Regions from separate parts of the Macaca mulatta genome. Here region 1 is linked to region 2. Evidence: chromatin contacts called from public Hi-C data. All regions are on one chromosome and are shown on one strand. The core of a region is the stretch at or near the end of the contact, and the rest is flanking DNA. Distances in the headings are between cores, read along the strand shown.

Region 1 (6,140 bases), core at 2,846-5,345, 94 kb before region 2:
AGATATAAATCATAGATATGATTATATATGACCATTAATCATTAGTTTGTAGCAATTACTCTTTATCCCAACATCATAATAATCTTCACTCTACAATTATAACTTAGGAGAAACCAGGTCATACAGAGACAGAAGCTGAAGGGACAGGGTGAGAAGTGACCAGACGACTAAGAGCCTTCTGTTATGCCCGGGCAGGGCCACTAGAGGGCTCCTTGGTCTAGTGGTAACGCCAGCGCCTGGGAAGACGCCAGTTACCTAGCGGTAGCGTCAATGTCAAGGAAAAGCACCCGCTACTTAGCAGACGGGGCGGCGGGGTGGGGGGTCTCCCTTTCCCCGGTGGGGGAGTTAGACAAGACTCTGCTCCACCACCTCTTGTGGAGGGCCAGATATCAGTCAGGCCCGCCCGCAGTTATCCAGAGGCCTAAATGTCTCCCTGCGATGCTGTGCTTCAGTGGTCACGCTCCTGGTCCGCTTTCATGTTCCATCCTGTACGCCTGGCTCTGCCTTCTAGATAGCAGTAGCAGATTTAGTGAAAAGTCTCTGAAATGCAGAAATAATGGTGTAAGTTGTCTCCTCTCTCTCTCTTTCCGCCTCGGCTGCCAAACAGGGAAGGGTCCCCTGTCCAGTGGACGGACACATGACCCACATGACATTACCTATCACTGGAGATGGCTCATGCTCCTTACTCTGCCCCCTTGTCTTATATCCAATAAAAAGCAGCACGGCCTGGCATTCGGGGCCACCACCGGTCTCTGTGTCTTGGTGGTAGTGGTCCCCCGGGCCCACCTGTTTTTTCTTTTATCTCTTTGTCTTCTGCCTTTATTTCTACAATCTCTCATCTCCACACATGGGGAGAAAAACCCACAGACCCTGTAGGACTGGTCCCTACACAAGACTCCATCTCAAAAAAAAAAAAAAAAAAAAAAAAAATCAGGCCAGGCTCACGCCTGTAATCCCAGCACTTTGGGAGGCGGAGGCGGGCGGATCACGAGGTCAGGAGATCGAGACCATCCTGGCTAACCCGGTGAAACCCTGTCTCTATAAAAAAATACAAAAAACTAGCTGGGCGTGGTGGCGGGCGCCTATAGTCCCAGCTACTCAGGACGCTGAGGCAGGAGAATGGCGTGAACCTGAAAGGCGGAGATTGCAGTGAGCTGAGATCCGGCCACTGCACTCCAGCCTGGGCGACAGAGTGAGACTCCATCTCAAAAAAAAAAAAAAAAAAAAAAAAAAAATCAGGCCAGGCTCACGCCTGTAATCCCAGCACTTTGGGAGGCCGAGGCGGGTGGATCACGAGCTCAGGAGATTGAGACCATCCTGGCTAACACAGTGAAACCCCGTCTCTACTAAAAACACAAAAAATTAGCCAGGCGTGGTGGCGGGCGCCTGTAGTCCCAGCTACTCGGGAGGCTGAGGTGGGAGAATGGCGTGAACTTGGGAGGCGGAGCTTGCAGTGAGCCAAGATCGTGCCACCGCACTCCAGCCTGGGCAACAGAGCAAGGCTCTGTCTCAAAAAAAAAAAAAAAAAAAAATCAAATCAAATTTAAAAAAATACAAATACAAAAAAATATAAAAATTAGCTGGGTATGGTGACACACGCCTGGAGTCCCAGATACTCAGGAGGCTGAGGCAGGAGAATCACTTGAACCCAGGAGATGGAGGTTGCAGTGAGCCGAGACCACACCATCGCACTCCAGCCTGGGCAATAGAGCGAGACTTGTCTCAAAAACAAAACACAAAACTGCTGTACACCAAGACATTTGCTGTAGCATTAGGTATGTTTATAAATTGTCTAGCTATCTCACAGGAATAGAATGACTAGTAACAATGTATCCTTTGGGCAACACTGATAAAGCAAGAAAATACAAAACTCAAATGAGGAGCTACACGGGACCATGTTGGAAAGCCTCAGGCAACAGACAGCAAAAGCATATCCAATTGCACGTATCACAAAACGTGAACACTTTTGCCACACGTGGCTACTGAGCACTTGAAATGTGGCTTGTGGGGCTGAGGAACTGAATTTTTTATTTTGTTTTAATTAACTTAAATTTAAATGGCAGCTCTAGAAGGCAGAGGAGGCTTAATGACATGCCCCGTTAGGTAAAGATGAAAAGCAGCACGTTGCTTTGGCCGGCAGGTGGGCAGCACTGTCCTTGCAGAGCAGGGTGGCCGCCAGTAAGTCCACTCCAGTAGCCCCACCCCACAATGCAGCCACCAGACTATCCCCCCTTTTACCAGGATAAAAGGAAGGTCACTGGGCCAGGCGCAGTGACCTTAATTCCAGCACTTTGGGAGGCCGAGGTGGGTGGATCAACTGAGGTCAGGAGTTGGAGACCAGCCTGGCCAACATGGTGAAACCCCGTCTCTACTAAAAATACAAAAATTAGTTGGGCGTGGTGGCTCACGCCTGTAATCCCAGCTATGCAAGAGGCTGAGGGAGGAGAACTACTTGACCCTGGGAGGTGGAGGTTACAGTGAGCCGAGATCACACCACTGCACTCCAGCCTGGGCAACAGAGCGAGACTCCATCTCCAAAAAAAAAAAATTAGCCGGGCGTGGAGGCAGGTGACTGTAATTCCAGCTACTCGGGAGGCTGAGGTACGAGAATTGCTTGAGCCCAGGAGGTGGAGGTTGCAGTGAGCCAAGATCACGCCACTGCACTCCAGCCTGAGTGACAGAGACCCTGTCTGAAAAAAAAAAAAAAAAAAAAAAAAAAAAAAAAGAAAGTCACAGAAAGCATTTTCCAAACCCCAAGAAAGGTGAAAGAGGAAAAACCAAACATTCTACCTTAATGGCCAGCCCAGAGAGGTCTGCATTGTCTGGCACGGGGGGCAGGCCCAGTCGGACGTCCATGTCGTCAGTGCGGCTGTGCACAAGGGCCCCGAAGAGCGAGACCCGGGTGTCTCTCTCAAACCTGTCACCACAAGAGTCACCAAATGAGAAGAGCCCGACGGTGGGCAGGCCGGTGCCTGGAGCAGCCTCCATAACCTGAAGTGTTTCCTGGATCATGCTGTGACACAAACACTCTTCTCTGGAGATCAGAGACTGAACGTCCGTCTCAAACACACTCAGGTGGTCGCAATCATAGCCGCTATACGGAACGTTTCTCCCCACGTGCTTGTTGTTAAGGAAGTAGTCTCGATTTCTCGGCAGAAGTTGAGGGGGACCACTCCCTGCCAGCTGAACCAGGAGGTCCAAAACAGACCCCACCTCCAAAAGCGGACAGCAAGGGGCTGCTTCAAGCTCCTCCACAAGCTCCTCCAGACGGTCGGCCTCGAGGCCCAGGCCACCCACTCTCAAGTCAAAGGACAACATGAGGATCTTGTTTCTCGCTGGTAGTTTTGACATGTCAGGCTGCAGCTGTTGAGTCTCATCTTGAAAAAGATTTGTGAAAAGCGCATTGTAGGCCACCTTCTTGAGGCTCCGCTTTGCCCTCTTCCGGTTCACACTGCGCTGGCCCAGGTGAGTCTTGGCAGCCGGCAGGAGGGCCTCACACAGGTCGTCGAACAGCTGCGTGATGCTGGCCATGCCCCTTCTCAGCTCCGGGCCCCCGGCGTGTGGGAAAACACCTCACCCGGGCTTCACTCACGCTCCGGAAGACGGAGTGAGAGAGGGTCTGAAGGGGCTGAACGACAGGCGGCCTCTCCAACGCCGCAGCTCAGAACGGGTATTTTCTAAAGGAGGTTTTGCGGTTGCTCTACTCAGAGTAAACACGCCCTGCCCTCCCCAGCCCAAGCACGCTGCCCGGCGCCCGGCAGCCCCCCAGAAGCCAGCTTGGCGTTTCTTCCAATTCAGTAGCCCTCAACCTTTAGGGAGTCACAGAACCATGGCAAACCCGAAGAACGAAACGCGCGCCCGCGCAGTACAGCGCACGAACTCGGCTTTGCCCCGTTCTTCGGGCCCCACGAGAGGAGACGACCAGGAGAGGGTGCCACTCCGAGACTCGTGGGCAGCGGAGAGTGTGGGGGCGCAGCCGGGTGGTTCCCGGCCTGCACGTCCACCCGTTCTCCAGGCGTCACCTGTGGAAAAAGCCCACCGCTCCCGCTCCCGCCGCCTCCGTCGCGTCACAGCAGCGCGAGCGTGAAGAGCGCTAGGGCGGGCGCGCCGGAAATACGTCACGGGAACGCCGGCTGCGCGTGAAAGTGAGACCCGGGCCGCGGCGCACTTCCGGCCTGAGTCCCGCACAGCGGTTGAGAGATCGAGGCCAGCGTGTTCAGTAAAGGAGGCAAAACCAGGGTTTCGTTTGACCCATGTTTACTAACGGCGCAAGGGCGGGGAGGGAAGGGCAACGGGGCGCAGGGGCCGGAACGGGACCGAGGGTGGGTTGCATGGGCTCGGATGGGACGGGCCAGGGCGCGATGGGTGGGGCGGGGCGAGGCGAAGTGAGGGGTGGAGCGGGGGAAGCACGGGTGGGAGGGGACGGGGGTGGGAGGGGGCGGGGTTCCGTGCCCCGGAGTCGTGGGAGCCGCGGGCTTGGGGTCCGGATCGCGGCAGCGAGGCGCTGGCGTGCGGTGTCATTTCTGCGGCGTAAATGCACCCACCTTGGCCGATTTCAAACCACCAGGTGAGGACGGCACTACAGGAGGAGGAGCCGGGAGGAGGCGCGCAGCTGGCCTCCTGCACTGGAGCTGGTTCTCAGCACTCACTTGCCCTGCCCTCCCCACCGACCTCTGCGGCAGAGCCGGGCCCCAGGGCAGAGCCATGCCTCCGCAATCAGCCTCACCTGCAGCATCTTCCACTGAGGCTCCAGCTGCCCTCTCAGGTACATCAGAGCCTGGACGTCCTCCGGGGAGGCCACAGAGGAAGGGCCTAGGCTAGGAGGTGCCTCTCCACGCAGCACCCGGGCCAGGATCCCTGCTAGCTGGGGTGTGGAGTCCTGGGCCAGGGGCGAAGACGGAAGCAGTCATTGGTCCTTCCCCTCATCCCACCCCACAGCACCTCCACCCTGCCCAGCTTACCTCCTCCAGGAGGGCCAGGACTCGGCCCCCTGCCAGTCCCCGAAGCATGGCAGCCAGGAGTGCAGCGTGGGGGCCCTGCAGGCCATGGCCAGGCCCTAGCGCCACTAGCACCAGGTCAGGCTGGAAGCCATAGGCCAGGGGCAGTACCAAGCCCAAGATGCAGCTCAGGAAGCCACCAGTCATCTGTGGGGACAGCAGAGCCCAGCTCCTCATCTACAGACACCTGCTGGCTCTGGCCCCCCAACCTCTCAATCTCAGGACCCCTGGAGCAGGAGCAGGGAGACAGGAAGGACCAGAGGCCTGCTATCATGACATGCCAGCAAGCAGCAGCGGCACACATCCATGGGCTCCCCAGCACCTGCCTTGCTGCGGGGCGTGGTCACTCACCACTGGCAGTGGCGTGGCAACATGGAACATGGATAGGGCGGCTGCCTCCTTGCCCCCGATGTTCAGCCACAGAGTCCTCCTTCCAAGACACATGTGCATAAGTGTAAGGCCCCGCTCACCCTCCTGAGCCCAGACCACAGAGGCAGAGGTGGAAGAGCATTCACAGGGCCATGGGCAGGGGTGCTGTGACTGCTGAGCCTCTGTGCTGGAGACCCACCTGGCATTGCCTGTAGCAGCCCTTCTCCCAAACCCCAGCTGAGGAAGGCTCCATTCAGTACCAAGTGCCCCACCCACCCGTCACCCTGGGGCCCAGGCACACATCCGTCGCATGCCCATTCACATCCATGGCTGGACAGATGCAAGACGTGAGAGTCCTACCCGTCATGGGCAAGGTCTGGAGGCCGGTCCAGCTGTCCCAGGGCCACACACAGCAGCCTGGAGGAAGAGCTGGCCTCAGGACAGGTGTTCCTGTTGTCCAGAGTCCATTCCCAGAGCTCTCTCTGCTTGGCCAGCCAGGATAGGGGTGCCCACAGGTCCTGCCCTCAGAGGCTCCGGATGGTCAAGTGAGGCTTACCTCTGGGCTCCGTGGGACAGGCCTCTCTGAATAGCCACATCCAGGGTGGCTGCTGCAGCAGAGGCTGGAGTGGCTGCAATGCCACTGTTCACCTGTGGGATGAATAAACAGTGGAGGACGAGGCAGCAGCCAACTCCCGAGCCAGGTAAACAGATCCACGGTTCCCTGCATTCGGTGTATCTCTGTGGCTACTGCCAGCCACACTTCTTACACTCAGG
Region 2 (5,698 bases), core at 850-3,349:
GATCCCGGAGGACAGTCCCAAGCACAGCAATGACCGAGGATGTCCCTGCGGGGATGCAGGGACATCACCAGCCAACCATCTGTGGCAGGCAGTCGTGATGGGAGCCATGAGCAAGGGGAGTAGGAGAGGTGAGCTCAGGTCATGTAGGGCGCTGTGGGCAACAGCAGGGACTTTGTCGTTCAGCCTGTGAGGCAAGAGCTCCTGGGGGTAGGGAAGATGTGATCTGACCTATTTCATTTCATTTCACATATTTATTTAGAGACAGAGTCTCGCTCTGTCGCCCAGGCTGGAGTGCAGTGGCGCGATCTTGGCTCACTGCAAGCTCCGCCTCCCGGGTTCACGCCATTCTCCTGCCTCAGCCTCCCGAGTAGCTGGGGCTACAGGTGCCCGCCACCACGTCTGGCTAATGTTTTTGTATTTTTAGTAAGAGACGGGGTTTCACCGTGTTAGTCAGGATGGTCTCGATCTCTTGACCTTGTGATCCGCCCGTCTTGGCCTCCCAAAGTGCTGGGATTACAGGCGTGAGCCACCGTGCCCAGCCAATCGGATCTATTTTAACTGGACCCCTCTGGGTGCTTTGCTGATTACAACAAGCTGACCTACAGCAAGTACTCCAGGATGGAAGCAGGGGCCCCGTAGGAGACTATTGGGAGTCAGGAGAAAGAAACTGGTTTCAAACCAGAATGTTGGTAGTGGAGCTACCACATGTTGCCGTGGAGGGAACACATTTGCTGATGAATCCAGTGTGGGTGAGAGAGGAGGAGAGGGGCTCTTGCTGACCCCAGGTGCACTGGCTGGGCACAGGAGGGGTATCAAGATCAGGCAGAGAGTTGAACGTGCTTAGGGCAGCAAAAGGGAGGTTGGAGCATCTCCCGCATCTGGTGCCCCTGGCCCCAGTCCCCATTCCGCAGCTCAACTCAGCAGCGCCTCCCGCTCCTGCAAAGGAGACCATGGCGAGGGCATGAGAAGGGCACAGCCTACTGAACGCAGGACGTCTCTCCTCTAGGTTGTGAGGCTGAGGCTTCTTTACCCCCACTTCCTGGAAGTTCTCTCAACGGAAATCTGCCAGAAATCTGACCCTTAGGATGCTAGGGGAAAAGCTTTGCTGGGGAAAGGCTCGCTGGAGACATCTGCTATAAAACCGCCGAGGAGGGTGCTTCTGACCAGGGGAGGGGACAGGCGTCGGGGAAGCCCGGGGCCACCAGCCGCAAGGCCAAGCCCTTTTCTCCTGCAACGTCTCTCTGGCGCCCCCTACCGACAAAGCCTAGCAGCGCCAGCTGGCAAAGGAGAAATACCGAATATTTGAGCCGCCCAGATCCGCTTTCCCTGAGAGCATCGGTGAATACTGGGCAATACACTGACAACTGGAAACAACGTTTAGAGATCCCTGAAGTGAGCCATGTTTTCCCAACATTTACCCACAGCTCGCTCTGACATCTGAAATAATAGTGATCATTTTTTGAGATTAGTTTGATGGAATTAAACAATTCCAGCACCTGTTAAATAGGCACATACTTAATTTCCAAAACGCCGAGCAAGAAGTCGTAGGGCACCTGGAGAAAACAGTGTCTGGAGGCGGCTCAGGCGTTCCGGATCCAGGCAGGACGCGAGACGGGGAGGGGCCAGGCCTGGAGCCGGGGACCGAGCCTGCTCCTGCTGCTCTGGGCGTCCATGCCCCGCGGCCTCTGGGAGGGGCCTGTGGCAGGAGGGAGGCCCGGGAGAACAGGCCCTTTCCTGGGCCACGGGGAAACCCCTGCCCCAGGTGTGTGGCTCTCAAACTGCGTAGGGCCTCTCGAGGATTGTTTTGTGGCTACAACAAAATTAACTATGCTTGCACAAAACTTTAGCCATACCTCAAAGGGGAACGTAAAAGAGGAAAGACGGACTCTTACCCCACCCACTCCAAGACAGTGGACACCCCTCCGAGGCCGGGAGCCTAGTGCTTCCACGCGGGCTGCACAGAGTGCTCCGGCTCCAGGGGGCCCGAAGAGCTGGCCCAGGTCCCGGTCCCGCCCACCCGCGCGGCCCCGCCCCCGGCCGCGAGCGTGCGCGCCCCACGCGGAGACCCCGCCCCCTGAGCGCGCGCCCGTGTGCCGCCGCCGCCATTTTGGAGCGATCCGAGTGCCGCCCGCGGCCCCGAGTCGGTCTCGAGCCGCCGGCCGGCCGCGCCGGTGTCCGCAGGCGCTGCGCCCCGGGCCGGGCCCATGTGTGTGCGGCCCTCCCGAGGCCGCCCGGGCTTTGCCTCCACCAGCGCCCTGGCCTCCGCTCGGGCCTCCACACGGGCCTCCGAGGAGCTGCCGCGACGCCCGGCCCGCAGGGCAGGTGAGTGCGGCCGCCCGCCGCTCGGACCCGGCCCCCAGTCAGCCATTGCCTCCCAAGTCACTTCCCCCGCGTCAGTCAGTTCCCCCTCCAGTCAGTTCCCCCAGTCAGTCGGTGCCCCCCTGTCAGTTCCCCCCCAAGTCAGTCATTTCCCCCCAGTCACTGCCCCCTCCAGTCAGTCAGTGCCCCTCCAGTCATTGCTCCCTCCAGTCAGTTCCCCCCCAGTCACTGCCCCCTCCAGTCATTTCCCCCCAGTCAGTGCCCTCTCCAGTCATTTCCCCCCAGTCACTGCCCCCTCCAGTCAGTCAGTGCCCCTCCAGTCATTGCTCCCTCCAGTCAGTTCCCCCCCAGTCAGTCAGTGCCCCTCCAGTCATTGCTCCCTCCAGTCACTTTTCCCCAGTCACTGCCCCCTCCAGTCATTTCCCCCCAGTCAGTGCCCCCTCCAGTCATTTCCCCCCAGTCACTGCCCCCTCCAGTCATTTCCCCCCAGTCAGTGCCCCCTCCAGTCATTTCCCCCCAGTCACTGCCCCCTCCAGTCAGTCAGTGCCCCTCCAGTCATTGCTCCCTCCAGTCAGTTCCCCCCCCAGTCAGTCAATGCCCCTCCAGTCATTGCTCCCTCCAGTCAGTTCCCCCCCAGTCAGTCAGTGCCCCTCCAGTCAGTTCCCCCCAGTCAGTGCCCCCTCCAATCATTTCCCCCCAGTCACTGCCCCCTCCAGTCAGTTCCCCCCAGTCAGTGCCCCCTCCAATCATTTCCCCCCAGTCACTGCCCCCTCCAGTCAGTTCCCCCCAGTCGGTGCCCCTCCAGTCATTGCTCCCTCCAGTCAGTTCCCCCCCCGTCAGTCAGTGCCCCTCCAGTCATTTCCCCCCAGTCACTGCCCCTCCAGTCAGTCAGTGCCCCTCCAGTCATTGCTCCCTCCAGTCAGTTCCCCCCAGTCAGTGCCCCTCCAATCATTTCCCCCCAGTCAATGCCCCCTCCAGTCAGTTCCCCCCAGTCACTGCCCCCTCCAGTCAGTTCCCCCCAGTCAGTGCCCCCTCCAGTCAGTTCCCCCGGTCAGTGCCCCTCAAGTCAGTCAGTGCCCCTCCAGTCACTGCCTCCTCTAGTCAGTTCCCCCCAGTCAGTCGGTGTCCCCCAGTCAGTGTCCCCCTAAGTCCGTCAGTGCCCCCTCCAGTCAGTGACCCCCAGTCAATGCCCCCTCCAGTCATTTCCCCCCAGTCACTGCCCCCTCCAGTCAGTTCCCCCGGTCAGTGCCCCTCAAGTCAGTCAGTGCCCCTCCAGTCACTGCCTTCTCTAGTCCCCCCCAGTCAGTCGGTGCCCCCCAGTCAGTGTCCCCCTAAGTCCGTCAGTGCCCCCTCCAGTCAGTGACCCCCAGTCAGTTCCCCCCAAGTAAGTTCCCCCAAGTCAGTGCCCCCTCCAATCAGTTTCCCCCAAGTCAGTTTCCCCCAAGTCAGTTGGTTCCCCCAGTCAGTGCCCCCTTCAGTCAGTGTCCCCCATGTCAGTCAGTGCCCCCCCAGTCAGTGTCCCCCTCAGTCAGTTCTTCCCATCAGTGCCCCCTCCAGTCAGTGCCCCCCAAATCAATGCCCACTCCAGTCAGTTCCCCGAAGTCAAGGCCCCCCAAGTCAGTTCTCTCTCCAGTCAGTTCCCTGCAAGTCAAGGCCCCCTCTGGTCAGTTCCCTCCCAGTCAGTTCCCCCCGCAGTCGGTTCCCTCCCAGTCAGTCAGTGCCCCCCCCAGTCAGTGCTCTCCTTCTGTTCCCCCACCCTACACCAGTCAGTGTTCCCTGCTAGCCAGTCATTGCACCTCACCCATCAGTCCCCACCCCACCCATCAGTGCCCCCCACCGTCAGTGCCCCTTGCAAGTCATGCCCCTCCCTTCGGTCAGTGCCTCCACACTGGTGAGTGCCTCCACTGTTGGTCAGTGCTCCCCCACCGTCAGTCCAGTCTGCCACCCATCAGTGTTCCCCAGTCAGAGTCCCGCATCCCTGTCCCCCATCAGCCAGTGCCCCCGCCAGTCAGTTATTTTCTTTCTGTCACATCCCCCCCATCAGTGTCTGCACCCCCACCTGTACCCATCAGTCACTGACTGCATAATCCCTCCCCTGCCAGTGCCCTTCCTTGTCAGTCCCAGTGCTCTGTGACCCCTTCTGTCAGCGGTGCCCCCACCTGTCATTGATCTTCTCTGTCAGTGCCCCCCATCAGTGCCGGTGCCTCTGTCGGTGAGCCCCATTGTCAGTAAGTTTCCCTCATAAGTGTGTCCCCCGTCCTGCCTGTTGTGGCCTTTCCCCTCTTTGCTGTCAGCCCGTGTTAGTGCCTGTCAGCCTGTGTTAGTGCCTGTCAGATGTTCCCCATGAGTTCTCCCCTATTGTCAGCGCCTGTCCCCTCTTTCATGCTTCCTCTTTTCTCCCTTGTCTATCAGGGACCCATTAGTACCCTGCCCTGCTGTTAGGGACCCCGCCTGTCAGTGTCTCCCCACTGCTTCTCTCCCGCCTGTCAGTGGGAGAACTTTCAGTGCCCGCTGTCATCACCCCTCTTGTCCAATCACTGACTCCCCTTTCCGTCATTTCCCCCTCTTTCCAACACCACTCCTCTTTCCTGCCACGTTCCCCGTCACTGCGTCAGATATCACCAGTCATCTGCGACCTCACCTTACCCTGCACTGTCCTATTCCTTCCATCCCCATCATCTCTTCCCTCACACCTGTCACCTTCCCCATGCACCTTACTGTCCTCCCACCTGCCACTCTGCGTACTCGCAGCTTCCCTATCTGCTTCGTCCACTCTCTTGTTACTGACGCCTCCCAATTTGCTGCTTATTCCCTGATCTGTCAGCACCGGCTCCCCCAAGTCTGTCACTTCCATTTATTTAGTCCCTGCCTCTCACTGCAGCCCCCCCTTTGTCACTGATTTTGTTCTAGACCCTTCTCCTGTGTCTTGTTCTTTCATCCACCCTTTCCTCATGGCCTCTCTGCCACGCTGTTGGCTTCTCCGTGCCCCGGCAATTGCTGACACTATCGGCTGTTCACCTCTTTTTGATGTCCCTTCCTTTCTGGTTTATCTTCCCGTTGTTTTTATTTTTTACTTTGAAATGTTGTGGGTACACAATCAGTGTATGTATCTCACCCCTTTGACTTTTCTAGCTCATTTCAGTTAATCTCTGGAATGTGAGAGGCAGCTAGCTTTTGAGACAAGTTGGGGGACAGAGTCTCCCAGGCTGAGAGGACAGCACATGCAAAGGCCCTGAGGTGGGAAATTTCGGGTGTGATATCCCCCAGGAACCCAGATAAGACTGATGTGCTTACGGTAAGGGGAGAGAGAGGCAGGAGCCGGGGCTAGAAAGTTGGTCTTCTCATTAAGCCGTTCCTTGCAGCTGTTAGTAGCGGGTTG

The links. A called contact is a pair of places that touch in the nucleus more often than the background predicts.
Region 1: a Hi-C map of fetal cortex germinal zone shows a contact between it and region 2, with 4 times the contacts expected there. The contact joins the promoter of TUBGCP6 here to the promoter of PPP6R2 in region 2. A contact is called at or near these places in 5 of 14 Hi-C or Micro-C datasets (CD4 T cells, cortical neurons, fetal cortex germinal zone and 2 more).

What each region holds. Positions count from the first base shown.
Region 1 is chr10:1,201,848-1,207,987 of T2T-MMU8v2.0, reverse strand. It overlaps TUBGCP6 (tubulin gamma complex component 6), which reads right to left and starts at 4,095. Exons shown (of 25, transcript XR_013398869.1): 1 at 2,791-4,095. It overlaps HDAC10 (histone deacetylase 10), which reads right to left. Exons shown (of 18, transcript XM_077949234.1): 13 at 5,923-6,014; 14 at 5,727-5,783; 15 at 5,349-5,427; 16 at 4,962-5,144; 17 at 4,727-4,879; 18 at 4,241-4,579. The coding sequence ends at 4,556.
Region 2 is chr10:1,106,781-1,112,478 of T2T-MMU8v2.0, reverse strand. PPP6R2 (protein phosphatase 6 regulatory subunit 2) reads left to right here and starts at 2,099. Exons shown (of 24, transcript XM_077949201.1): 1 at 2,099-2,322.